Linked DNA regions of Mus musculus: regions 1 and 2 are each linked to region 3. The links are chromatin contacts, called in public promoter capture Hi-C maps. All regions are on one chromosome and are shown on one strand. The core of a region is the stretch at or near the end of the contact, and the rest is flanking DNA. Distances in the headings are between cores, read along the strand shown.

The links. Promoter capture Hi-C pulls out the DNA fragments that hold promoters and counts their contacts. Capture Hi-C pulls out chosen DNA fragments and counts their contacts.
Region 1: a contact with region 3 is called in a promoter capture Hi-C map of pancreatic islet. The contact joins two enhancer-like sites. A contact is called at or near these places in 2 of 39 promoter capture datasets (pre-B cells and stem cell-derived epiblast-like cells), 2 of 115 datasets of contacts at active chromatin or transcription factors (extraembryonic endoderm stem cells and pancreatic cancer cells) and 2 of 9 other capture datasets (adipose tissue and pancreatic islet).
Region 2: a promoter capture Hi-C map of liver shows a contact between it and region 3, with 2.2 times the contacts expected there. The contact joins two enhancer-like sites. A contact is called at or near these places in 2 of 39 promoter capture datasets (both in liver), 4 of 115 datasets of contacts at active chromatin or transcription factors (craniofacial prominence, extraembryonic endoderm stem cells and stem cell-derived neural progenitor cells) and 3 of 9 other capture datasets (adipose tissue, liver and pancreatic islet).

Annotation. Positions count from the first base shown.
Region 1 is chr4:109,092,606-109,096,633 of GRCm38.p6, forward strand. All of the region lies in intron 8 of Osbpl9 (oxysterol binding protein-like 9), which reads right to left. Among named protein-coding and RNA genes, the nearest start is that of Gm32581, 16 kb to the left of the region's middle. Within about 2 kb of position 1,911, at least 15 of the 459 cell types and tissues checked have an H3K27ac peak or open chromatin away from gene starts, as enhancers often do. A contact at or near this core is called in pancreatic islet, where this site is marked.
Region 2 is chr4:109,705,596-109,709,571 of GRCm38.p6, forward strand. The region is part of intron 1 of Faf1 (Fas-associated factor 1); the gene reads left to right. Among named protein-coding and RNA genes, the nearest start is that of Faf1, 31 kb to the left of the region's middle. Within about 2 kb of position 1,381, at least 9 of the 459 cell types and tissues checked have an H3K27ac peak or open chromatin away from gene starts, as enhancers often do. A contact at or near this core is called in liver, where this site is marked.
Region 3 is chr4:109,417,009-109,421,116 of GRCm38.p6, forward strand. The region is part of intron 2 of Ttc39a (tetratricopeptide repeat domain 39A); the gene reads left to right. Among named protein-coding and RNA genes, the nearest start is that of Ttc39a, 12 kb to the left of the region's middle. Within about 2 kb of position 2,558, at least 58 of the 459 cell types and tissues checked have an H3K27ac peak or open chromatin away from gene starts, as enhancers often do. A contact at or near this core is called in liver and pancreatic islet, where this site is marked.

The DNA of each region.
Region 1 (4,028 bases), core at 661-3,160, 330 kb before region 3:
CTTCTGTTCTGGGCTCCTCCTTCCCACTTGCCCTCTCTCAGGCTCTGCCCAACACACACATCAACGGTGTAGTAGTCTCACAGGATGGCCTCATCTGCAGGGATGAGAGAGCATCACCTGGTTTAGTACCATCTAGGAAGCCATCAGAGATCTCTGGAAGAAGAACATACTGAGAGAAACTGGAGGAAACAAAAAAACCTCTAAAAATGTTCAAAGTTAAGCTTATGTAATATAATTAATGTACTTTTTAGAAAAGATTTATTTATTATGCATACAGAATTCTGCATGCATGCAGGCCAAAAGAGGACACCAGATCTCACTATAGATGGTTGTGAGCAACCATGTGGTTGCTGGGAATTGAACTCAGGACCTCTAGAAGAGCAGCCAGTGCTCTTAACTGCTGAACCATCTCTCCAGCCCCTTATTTCAGAGTTTTCATGAAGATATGAGAAAATACAGGAAAGTATTTAAGGATACAAAACCAAGTTTGTTTGTTTGTTTGTTTGAGACAGGGGTTCTCTGTCTAACAAGACCTGGCTGTTCTCAGATTCACAGAGACAGCCTAAGTGTTAGATCAAAGGTGTGCATACCACCAAACTTGTTGCTAAAACCAAGTTTTTAAGATAAAAGGAATATAATCCTTGTCTTACTCAAGTACATAATGTAAGTACAGTGTCCTGGAGGGCTTCTGCTGACTGACACAAACCTAGATGTATCTGGGAAGAGGAGACTCAACTGAGAAGTTGTCTGTATCAGAGTGCCTGCAGGAGAGTCTGCAGAGCACATTCTTGATTAATGACCGATGGGGGCAAGGCGGGGGGGGGGGGGCTGGGGTGGGGGGGAGTAGCTCGCCGTAGGTGGTACCACCTGGGCAAGTGGTCCTGGGTGGTAATAAAGCAGGCTGGGCAAGCAATGGAGAGAAACAAACCCTCCTTTCCTTCCCAAGATGCCTTGGGTCATGGTGTTTGTCACAGCAGTAGAAACTGTAACTAGGACATGAAGTACCAAAGGAGGGCATCAGAGAGACTCAGAATGGGATACGGTAACAGCTATAGCCTTTACTTTTTCCACTAGACACCTGGGAGACATTCCAAAACAACGATGCAAAGAGAAACCAGGTACACAGTAGTGTGACAGATAACATAATAATTCCACAGTAGCAAGCATAGCCCAGTGCCCTGGGATAACTACTAGAGTTTGGATTATGCAGATAATACATGCAAATGAAAGAAGCCAACCTTTGGTCTTTGTTTTAAACATAAAAATTATATCCTAAATATTTACCTATTAATATGAACTTTCAGAAATCTACAGTGTCAATCAGGAAGAATTTTAATATCTGACATTATTTTTTTATTAGATATTTTATTTACATTTCAAATGTTACCCCTTTCCTAAAGCCCCCTCCCTCCCTCCCCCTGCTCACCAGCCTACCCACTCCTGCTTCCTGGCCCTGGCATTCCCCCACACTGGGGCATTGAGCCTTCACAGGACCAAGGGCCTCTCCTCCCATTGATGATCAACTAGGCCATCCTCTGCTTCATATGCAGCTGGAGCCATGAGTCCCACCACGTGCACTCTGGTTGGTGGTTTAGTCCCTGGGAGCTCTGGGGGTACTGAATAGTTCACATTGTTGTTCCTCCTAGGGGGCTGCAAACCCCTTCAGCTTCTTGGGTCCTTTCTCTCGCTCCTCCATTGGGGACCCTGTGCTCAGTCTGATGGATGGCTGAGAGCATCCACCTCTGTATTTGTCAGGCACTGGCAGAGCCTCTCAGGAGACAGCTATTTCAGGCTCCTGTCAGCAAGCTCTTGTTTAAGTGCATATGCAGAAAACAGCTAGTACAGCTGACCTAAGACAGCTCTTGGAAAAGCCACTACAAACGGCTCACTGTTATCTCAGGACTAGGGTATGAAGAGGGCCCAAAGCATCAAACAGGAAAGAGAGGCTCACTGAGCTGCTTGTGTAAACAATATGATCTCACTTATGGTCTAGAATGGTAGAAGTGTCTACTGACAAGCCTCTAGTAAAAAAAGGAGCACAGGGTCTCTAATGAACTTCCCTGTAGACAGTGTTTCTCACGCTTGGTAAGGATCTGTCACAGGAGGATCTGAGCACATCCTATGGGGCTTCACTGGAGAACTCTTGAAAATGTGACTCTTGAAAATGTGACGTTTCCTCGAAGCTGCTTCTGTACCTTTCCCTTTGCTGACTTTGTTGTTGTACTCATCAACCAAATGCTGTGCTCTCTCCCAGCCAGCCAGTCAGCTGTGCTCTAGGAACTCTTGGCCCAGGATACATATTGTTACAGCTCTCTCAGAGTAACCACATTTAGTATCTACACAATTCAAATTGATATTTTCCCCTTTAGGTCAACAGCTGAGGAAACTACACAGATGACACTCTAAAGTCTCAGAAATGCTAATACAGAAAATTAAAAATAGAAATCATTTAGAACTATAGAGAAAGAAAAATCAGGTTTCCTGCTCAGATTACAAACTTTTGACATTAAGAATATGAAATATAGAAGGCCAAATGTGCCAAGAATGGCTCTGCTGTTAGGCAAATATATCCTCTCTACTGCTGAACTCACGTGGGCCTTTGTGACTCTCCTTACTAAATACATGACTTCCAACACTACAACCCGCCTTGCCTTCTTGCAGCCTATAGACTCTCAAGAGTTCCAGGCAGCCACAAAGAACAATACAGGGAGGAGCTGAACTTTACTCCCAACAACTTCACAGCTATGTAAGTGAGCCATCTTCAAGGTAGAGAGATGGCTCAGCTTAAGAGCACTTGCTACAGTTCCAGAGGACCCAGGTTCAGTGCTGAGCACCCACTAGAACTCCAGTTTCAGAGAATCTGATGCTCTCTTCTGACCTGAGTGGGCCCTTGCATGCACAGGGATAGATGAATAAGGAACAAACCATTAACTATTTTAAGGTGCTTTGTTACAGATTACTGTTATCATTGATACACTTCCGTCTACAGAAACCAGAGGTTGGGGACATAGCTAAGCTTTACAAGAAATCCGGTTTTGGTTCTCAACACTGCACAAAGTTTTTGTCTGCTTACTCTTGTAGCCCTAACACTGGCAAAGTAGAACACAGGTCACCAAATTCATCCTCAGCTGAGTCTGAGGATAGCCTGGGCTACATGTGACCCTACCTCAAAACAAGCAACTACTTAACTCTAACATCTAGCACTTCTGGGTTTTGTATGATCAAATAAACCCTAAATTACAATTCAAAAATTTCCATCAAAATGTTTCTTTCATATATGCTATCTAATGGGATATTCATAATCAGAGCTCATTTGCCTTTTAAGGTATGGTGAAATGTATACAGCATACAGCCTCTGAAATGCTTTATTGCCTATAATAAGCTATAGCTATCTGGTCTATTATGTTGGAGAGCTGATCAGGGTTTTCTAAAGCAAAATATCAAGGACTCCTGCACCAGAGACTACTGAATTCAAGCACAGCATGTGTGCACATGGTGACACGCCCAAGGGCTGTCACTTGTTTAAATACATAAGCACAACCAATATTTGGGAATATGCCACCAAAATAAATAAGCATGAGCACCTCCTGATCTGAGAGAACTTTTGACTAGAATTATAAACTTCAGCATTTTTAAGCCATTCGTATTTTTTAAAAGGTTAAAGAGATCATCTGCTCTGACGAGAAAATGTCTTATACATAATAATATACGTATGTAAATTCTAACATATACTCCAAGTTTCATGACATTCAGAAAACTGGGTTTCAGTGATAGAAGAAAAATCCCATAAGAAATAAGATCTGGACCCTTTCCTCCTCCTGCAGCAAACATCAATCAAGGGCAACACGGACACAAATGTAAGCGACAAAACCAAGCAAGCCAAAAACAGGACCAGAGAACCTTTTCCTCTATACACACAACCACAGAAAGGTTGTGAGACAAGGCTCAAGGCAGAGAGCGAGGGCCTCGAGGCCGAGAAGGGATCCCTCTCCAGCCACTGAAAAGGGAAGAGCACTATTCCTGAATGC
Region 2 (3,976 bases), core at 131-2,630, 290 kb after region 3:
AAGTAGCTCCAGTAAATCCATTGGTTCATCAACTGAGACTTGGGTGGGTATTGTTGGTGCCCATTGGCATGAATATGTTTGCTCATGAGCAACTAGGAGAAAGATTGTGCATCAGGAGAAATATACTAAGTATAATATCCATCTCTCTCTTTTAACTCATTTAGGAGGGATCAGGAATGGACAGAGAGAAAGCTAGGTAACTTTATGAAGCAATTAATAAGGTAAGATATAGTTAAGTGGAAAGAAGTCACTACAGACAACCACTTGGGAGAAAAAGAGAAGGACCTGTTGTCATGCTCCTCATGCATGTGTTTTGTGCCATTCACCTGAAATACCGGAAACAACTAGTTAATGTGTTAATAGTTTTACAGATTTTGAATAGATTTTCCTCATTGACTGTCTCCAATCCAAAAGTCTACAATCTCATGTTCCAAATTGTAAAACATTTTGAGTATCTGATGCTGAACAGATTTTAGCATTGGAACTTACTGGATTCTCAGAATAGGGGTATTCAATGGATGAAGGACTTTCAGTCTTAAAGTCTGAGTCCTTTTTCTTTTCCTTCTCTTCTTCCTCCTCCTCCTTCTCTTTCTCCTTTTATTGGCATTTGTCAAATGAAATGTTAAATGTAAAGTAAACCTTTCAGATTATTTTGTTTTGATGCAAAAAGTCCAGTAATTTTGGAGAAAAGTTTAATAGTAGGTTGGCATGAAGACATTAAGACTTATGGTGGACATTTGGAGGGTAACATTAATTTTGGTCAAATAGTTTTGTTTAGAGGAGAAGGTTGCTTACTTGAGAAAATGCACTTGTGGTCTGTATAATTTTGTGTACTTATATGCCTATGGTATCATGAGCAAAAGTCCCTCTTTGATACATTTGAAAATGAATAGAAAGTTCTAATTTTAAGATACTTCTAGGATTTAATCATAGTTAATATTTGTTTTTGATATTTCTATGAAACATCCTCAAGTAATGAGAAAGGTTGGTTTTCTTATCAGAAATTCATGGTCTGATCCTTTGCTCTGTAGACTTAAGCATTATACTTTATATTTATTATTGTTCAGTGGTAATGTTCTGGGGAAGTGGCTCAGAATAGCAGCTTGATTGGAGACTGATGTTTTCAAAAATGATTTATTTTTATTTTATGTATATGTCTGTTTTGCCTGCCTGCATTATCTGTAGCACATGTGTATCTGGTATCCATGGTGGCCAGAATAACATATCATCAGATCTTTTGGAACTCGAATTGCAGATTATTGTCAGCCACCATGTGGGTCCTTAGAAGTGAGATACTCTTAATTACCCGGTTATCTCTCCAGCCCTGCGTTTTGGGAAATCAGCAGTTCAGTTCAAAGGTCAGCAGGGGCAGTTTGATCCACTCACAAACACTTCACATATATACCAGCAGTTCAGTTCAGTAGTTGGCATAGCAGTAGTGGTGGCAGGACCTAGCAGGGGCATGAATCAGCAGGAGGGATTTAGACCAGGAGACACCAGGAGAAGTTCTCTGCTGTGCCTTTCTCAACAAAGTGGTGAAGATCAGTGAAGATTTGAGACCGAGAGGTACTGCAGAGCTGGTTGTACCAGCAGACCAAACCCCTGTCACTGTCCGTTGGGTCCTATTTATACTTTCTCCAAACATCACTTGTCCTCTACCAGTCTTACCTCACCACAGTGTCTTACCTCAGCATGTGAGTCTGTTTTAGCAACTCTCCATGTGAGTCTGTATCAGCAGACATCACTTGGCTAATTAGAGTCTTCAGAAGTAGCAAGTAGCTGTGGAACCTCTTGGAGATTTTTGGTATGTTTCTCTCTATGAAGATCAGCAAGTGCTTGTAACCAATGAGCAGTTTTTCCAGTCCCAATTTTATTATTTTCTAATTATGAGCTTATGTGTGTTTGTGTATGGGGGTATGCAAGTGAGTGCAGGTGCCTTCAGAGGCAAGGGACATTGATTTCCTGGAGTAGGAGTTACAGGTGGTTTGTGAACTACCTGATGTGGGTATTGGAACTGAAGTTGGGTCCTCTGGAAGGCCAGTAAGTGTTTTTAACCATTGAGACATCTCTCCAGAACTCTTTTTTTTTCTTTTTGTTATAAAGTTATATAATGAGTATGTAATTAGTGAAGTCCTGTATTTTCTTTATATGTTATTAGTCAAATGTAATTACTGTTGTTGTTAACCCTGTTCATGAAAAGAATGAAAATGAAGTACTTTGGAATTTCACTAATAAAAACTATCTAGAAATGTTACGGTTTGCAATTTGTAAGGATACTTAGAGACATGTTTTAAAAGATCTTAAAACTGTGTAGCTGTTAACTGACAACTTTTCCCAAGAACACTAAATTTCATTGGATTTTTTTAATTTAAAAATTTATTTATTCTCCCTCTTCCTTCCTTCCCCTTCTCCCCTGCCCCCACTTTGTGTGTGTGTGTGTGTGTGTGTGTGTGTGTGTGTGTGTGTGTATGCATGCCCCATTGCATGTGTGAAGGTCAGACAATCTTACAGGAATGGGTTCTTTTTTTCCCCAGGTGGGTCCAGGGATCAGGCTATCAGGCTTGGTGCCAAGCTGCAACGTTTTAGCACCTTGAGAACAATACATTAGACGTTACTATAGGGATAATTGCTTGTGTAGTGTGTGGAAGCACTACCTGTCAATAAATGAAAAAGAAACTGGTGTGTCTCAAGATTATGAGATGCAATTTCTTTTTACATGCAAAAACAACCTTTAGTTTTCATTTATTAGCTACTTAGAGCCTTTTGGGTTAAAATATTCCTTTAGAGGCTTAGTATGATGAAATGCATTATGATTTTCCCAGAAATGGGATTGTTTGACAGGAAAGTTGTTTTTCCATACATTTCTCAGATAGTTAAAATTCTTTGACAAGCGCTAGAACTATTTCATAAGAAAGAATGAAATTTGGAAGACAAATGGAAAGTGTTAATGAAGTAGAACATCTCTGTGAAACATACAAAGTATGGGATAGTACTCGTTCCTATCAGCTGCATAGGTCTTTTAAAATAAGTGGAACATCTTAAATATATAAGGCGAGGCATCCTAGAGTACTCAGAAGGAGACTGAAGGATATTGCTGAACACAACTTTAAAGGAAGCTCTAGTAGTAATCAGTTATTTCCAGGTACATCAGAGAACAAGGCTCAAGAATATTTAGAGATATCTAGCACCCAAATATGAAAAAGTCATAATATTTGGACACAATCGTAGGTTATCAAGCATAAAAAATCAGGTATTGACACATAATCACAAGGAAATTCAATCATTATTCAATGTATATATAACTATAAATAGATTTATAAATGATAGACTTAGTGGAAATGGTTATTGAATGATACTTCTCTGTTGGACAGTCCTGGTTTTTATAAGAAAGGCTGAGCAAACTTCAGGGAGTAAACTCGTAAGCAGCATTCCTAAATGGCCCCTGCTTTAGTTCCTGCCTTCAGGTTCCTTCCCTGCTTGAGTTTCTCACCTCTTCATGGTGGATTGTAAGCTGTAAGACAACCCATCTCCTCTTCTAAGCTGCTTTTGGCTATGCTGTCTTTAACTCAGCAGTAGGAAGCACAGTGTGACGTGCCTTAAGCATCTTCTGTGACTTTCCTGAAGTGATAGACTGTGACTTAGAATTGTGATTTAAAGTAAACTTTTCCCCACTAAGTTGCTTCTGTCAGAGTACTTTATCACACCAACAAAAGTGACACCAGGACAGTATCTTTGAAACATTGATTTCTCTTTATTGAAATGGGCATAGTAGCCGGACAGTGGTGGCGCACACGTTTAATCTCAGCACTTGGGAGGCAGAGGCAGGAGGATTTCTGAGTTCGAGGCCAGCCTGATCTACAGAGTGAGTTCCAGGACAGCCAGGGCTAAATGGGCATAGTAGCTACTTCATAAGATTTGTAATAGGACTGAAGTGTGGGTTACTTGGTTCATATTAATTTGTTAACTTTTTAATGTG
Region 3 (4,108 bases), core at 1,308-3,807:
TGCCCAGTGCTTGGGAGGTACAGATAGAAAGCCCAGAACTTGAGCGTCATCCTCCAGTGCATAGCATACCCAAGGCCAGCCTGGGCTACATGAGATATTACCTTGAAAAACCAAAACCAAATGTGTTTAGCTTTAGCTTTTCACCCACCTGGTTCCTATGGCTTCTCTCATCCTCCTCTTACCATATTAGCAATATTTAACCAATTCACTAATTATATTACTATACCTTCGTAATTATTGTATTACGTCTATCTTGGTCAACACGAGCAAACAAACCACAGCTTTCATCCCAAAGGGAACAAGAGAGAGTTTATTCTGGGGCCCTTTTGAATGACCATGTCCAGGGAACCTGTTAAGTTTAGTAAAATACAGTGGTGGGTACATCAGAAAGACCAGTACAGCAAGATGAGGGAGGCCTTACAATGGTCTCCGGATGCTATCCTGTGGCTTTCCTAGCTTCTGGATTGGTGGAAGCTAATAGTTAACAGATTCCAAAAGGTTTCACCTATTATCACAGGATGTTTGTTCCAACATAGACATGGGCAACGAATGGCTGCTCTGGGGCTAGAACTAGCCCGATACAAGGAAACTGGGCCCTGAGCCTCCAACATTCCTATCTGTTCTCAGCACTGACATTCCAACCCATTGCAAAACTGCTTGTTTCAGGAGTCCTTCACATCTTAGTTGTCAAGACGAGTTGTGTGTTACATGACATGGATGGCAATCTCCTTGCTGTTTGTGGTCTTGTTTTTTCATCTCCTAATTTGCTGTCCTTTACACTTAGAGATTTTAACCCTCCACAGGATGACACAAACCCACCACAAGTTCTCCCCGAATGTTCAAACATACAGGTGAGCCGTGAGTGCTGCTTAAGGAGATTGGTGCCTCCTGGCTGGGTCCAGCTCTCCCCTGCCTCCCCACCCGCACCTGCCTCAGCTTTCTGTTCTCATGTTGCCTCTATTTTACCAGAGCACATTTTCTAAAGCCTTCCCAACAAGGAGTTGCATAGAGATTCTTTTTTTTCTGTCAAAAGTTGGAAGACATCACTCACCTACTTCCCAGAAGCGACTATAGCTACAGTGCTGGATAGTTTTATGTCAACTTGGCACAAGCTAAGTCATCTGAGAGGAGGGAATCTCATTGATGTGGGAGAGCCTAGTCCAATGTGGGTGGTTCCATCCCTAGGCTACAGTAACTGACTGAGACAGCTGGGTCCTAGTTCTTACCCCATGTGTGATCTTTTTTGTCCCTGTCTCAGAAATATTCAGATCTACTCTTGTTCCTGTAAGTATGCCCCACAGCAATGGACTGGGACAAAGGTCTCTTTCATTCTGTAGTTTTGTAATCAATTCTTTCTGTTCTAGGAAGTTCTCTTAGTCCTCTGTTCCTTTTTCTTAAGCCATGTGTAAAGCTTCCTAGGCTAGCCTTCTCTAAGCTTCTCATTCCCTCCCTTCTTTCCATTTAAAAAACTCTGTGTGTGTGTGTGTATGAATGTATGTGCATATGTGTGCTTGTGTGTATGCATGTATGTGCATATGTGTGCTTGTGTGTATATGTGTGTATGCATGTATGTGCATATGTGTGATTGTGTATGTGTGTGTATGGCCACTGCACTGCACACACATGTTAAGGTCAAATGACAGCTTTCAGGAGTCAGCCCTCTTTGTCCACTGTGTAGATTCTGGGATTTGAATTCAGGTTGTCAGGCTTGACAGCAGTGCCCTTACATGCTGGACCATCGTGCTGAGCCCCACATGCACCTCTGACATGTCTGAGTGTCATTAAGTCCTTCTCTTCGTTTCTCTTCACTTCCATGATCATGGGACTAATTCCATGATCCTAGCACTTATTATTGTTTCTCTGGATGTTCTATTTTGGCCTTTCTTTCTTTTTCTGCTTTTGTGTATGTGTGCATGTGTGTGATACACGTGTCAGTGTGTGTGTGTGTGTCTCTGCAGACTATGGGTACCTTGGGGCAGGGCTTGGGTGTGATGCTTCTCTGTGACCTGATATAACAGGGCTGAGTCAGGTTATCCTCAGAAACCCTTCATCTCCTGCCTCCCTGTGCCTCCACAGACCCCAGCTTCTAGACTAAAGGGTGCCTCAGGGTACAGGGGCAGCATCTATCCCACTGTAGAGAGCGGAGAGGGCAGTAATGGCTAAAAAAAGGAACTTAGCTGTTACCCCAGCAACAGGGGTGATGTCACTGGATAGCTGGGGCCACTGAGACGTGGCAGGAGCCTGGCAGTTTGGTTCCCTTCCTCGGATGCCTTTGTCAATTATTTACAAAGTGCCCCAGTACCAGGGCAATGCTGGGATCATCAGAGGGACAACTAAGCTTTATAAAGGGATTTATTGTTAGATCACCTCCCTCTCTTGTTAAAGCAAAGCCTGTGGATGTTACTCCTTTCCTTCAGGGTTAAGGGGTTTTGGTTTGGTGGTGGTGGCGGAGTTGGTGGAGGGTTTTTGTTTTTGTTTTTTGAGGCAGGACCTTGGACTCCTCCCTCTATCTCCCAAATGCCGGGATCACAGGCTTGCACCACTGTCCCAGGCTACACCGCTATTGGCCAGGATTCTTGAGGACCAAAGGAAAGGCTTGGGGACTTCTCCCTAGGCCTGCCAATTCCCAGACAACTCCCAACCTGTGCCATGATTACTCTGTGTCTAGACAGTGGCTTGAGGAAAGGATTTGGCTCTGGTAGTGGGGGCGCTGAACTTGGACTTGAGTCCCTCAGACACAGGTTGGAATCTTGGCTTTGCCAGTCACCTGCTGCGTGACTCTGATAGGCCTCTTGGACTCTTGGAGTCTCAGGGTTCCCCTCCACAGAAAACAAATCCACCAGGCATGGTGGTGCACACCTTTAATCTCAGCACATTCAGGATGCAGAGAGGCAAAGCTCTGTAAGTTCGAGGCTAGCCTGGTCTACATGGTAAGTTCCAGGCCAGCCAGAGACCCCCACAAAAAAAATAAATATAAATATAAATAAATAAATAAATGGAAGGGAGGGAGGGAGGGAGGGGCGGACGGACAGACAGATGAAGAAGGATTAATACAATGATGTTTCTGTCCTGGAACTTCTAGAGAGACTGAAATGGTTCTCAGATCTCTGGCCATATCACCCTGCTCAGTAAATGTGAGTCCCTCTGTTTCACCAGTGTTCTGAGTCACTTACTTGAGGGACTTTGGTAACAGGACCAACAGTATCCCCCAGACCATTCCTAGCCTCTTCCCTAGGTTCCTCTAGCCCTTCTCTCCTCTTCTTCCGGTGAGCCCCAGGACTCAGCCCTACCCGTCCAGCCACACCTGCTTGACGGGAAGGAAGGAGCCCTGCCCAGGCAGCTGGCAGACAAAGTGGAATTTCTAGTCTGAGACCCAAGGCCCCAGTGTATACCCGTGGCTAGGAATCCTGGCCCTTAGTAGCCCACTACCTGGAGGACTCCGATCTGGTGTGGCCTGGAGTGGGGGACAGAATATGCTATACCAGGAATAGCTTGGTAGAGGGACCTGGTATGGTGAGCCCCAAATTCAAACACCCAGAGTTGTATGTGTGGCACTTGGACCCCTGAGCTGAAACCAACTCTGTGAAAGGGCGCCCCCTGGGGCCCAGACCAGATGTCTGGGGAGAGTGCTAGAAGACCATCACTGAGGCAGATGGCATCTCAAGCCCCCTCCTCTCCACTAGCAGCACACTCCTTGGCAACCCTCCTTCCCTGCCTAGGCCCCGACATCTGGCCTCCCCACCCTGAGCCCTCCGACCTGCTGCTGTACTCAGTTAGGAACCCCAGGCCAGGCCTACACACTCCCCCAAGCTGCCATTGAGCAAGGATGGAAGCAACCTGCAGACAGGTGATTCCTCAGCTAAAGCCTCAGCCCTCTCAGAAAACAATGTCCCTTTCCTTGTCATCCCCCAGAACTTCCTGGCCCCTTGTGCTTAGCAGGTGGCCTAGCCTCTTCCTTCAGAGAGAATAGCGAGACTTAGAGCTGGAAGGTCACTAGAGGTCACTCAGCAGGAAGAGGAACTGAGAACTGGACCAAGATCTTTTGTTTTTAATTACTTGTTACCTGTCTGCAAAGTGTTTATTACCTACCAGGTCGCTTCTCCCACTA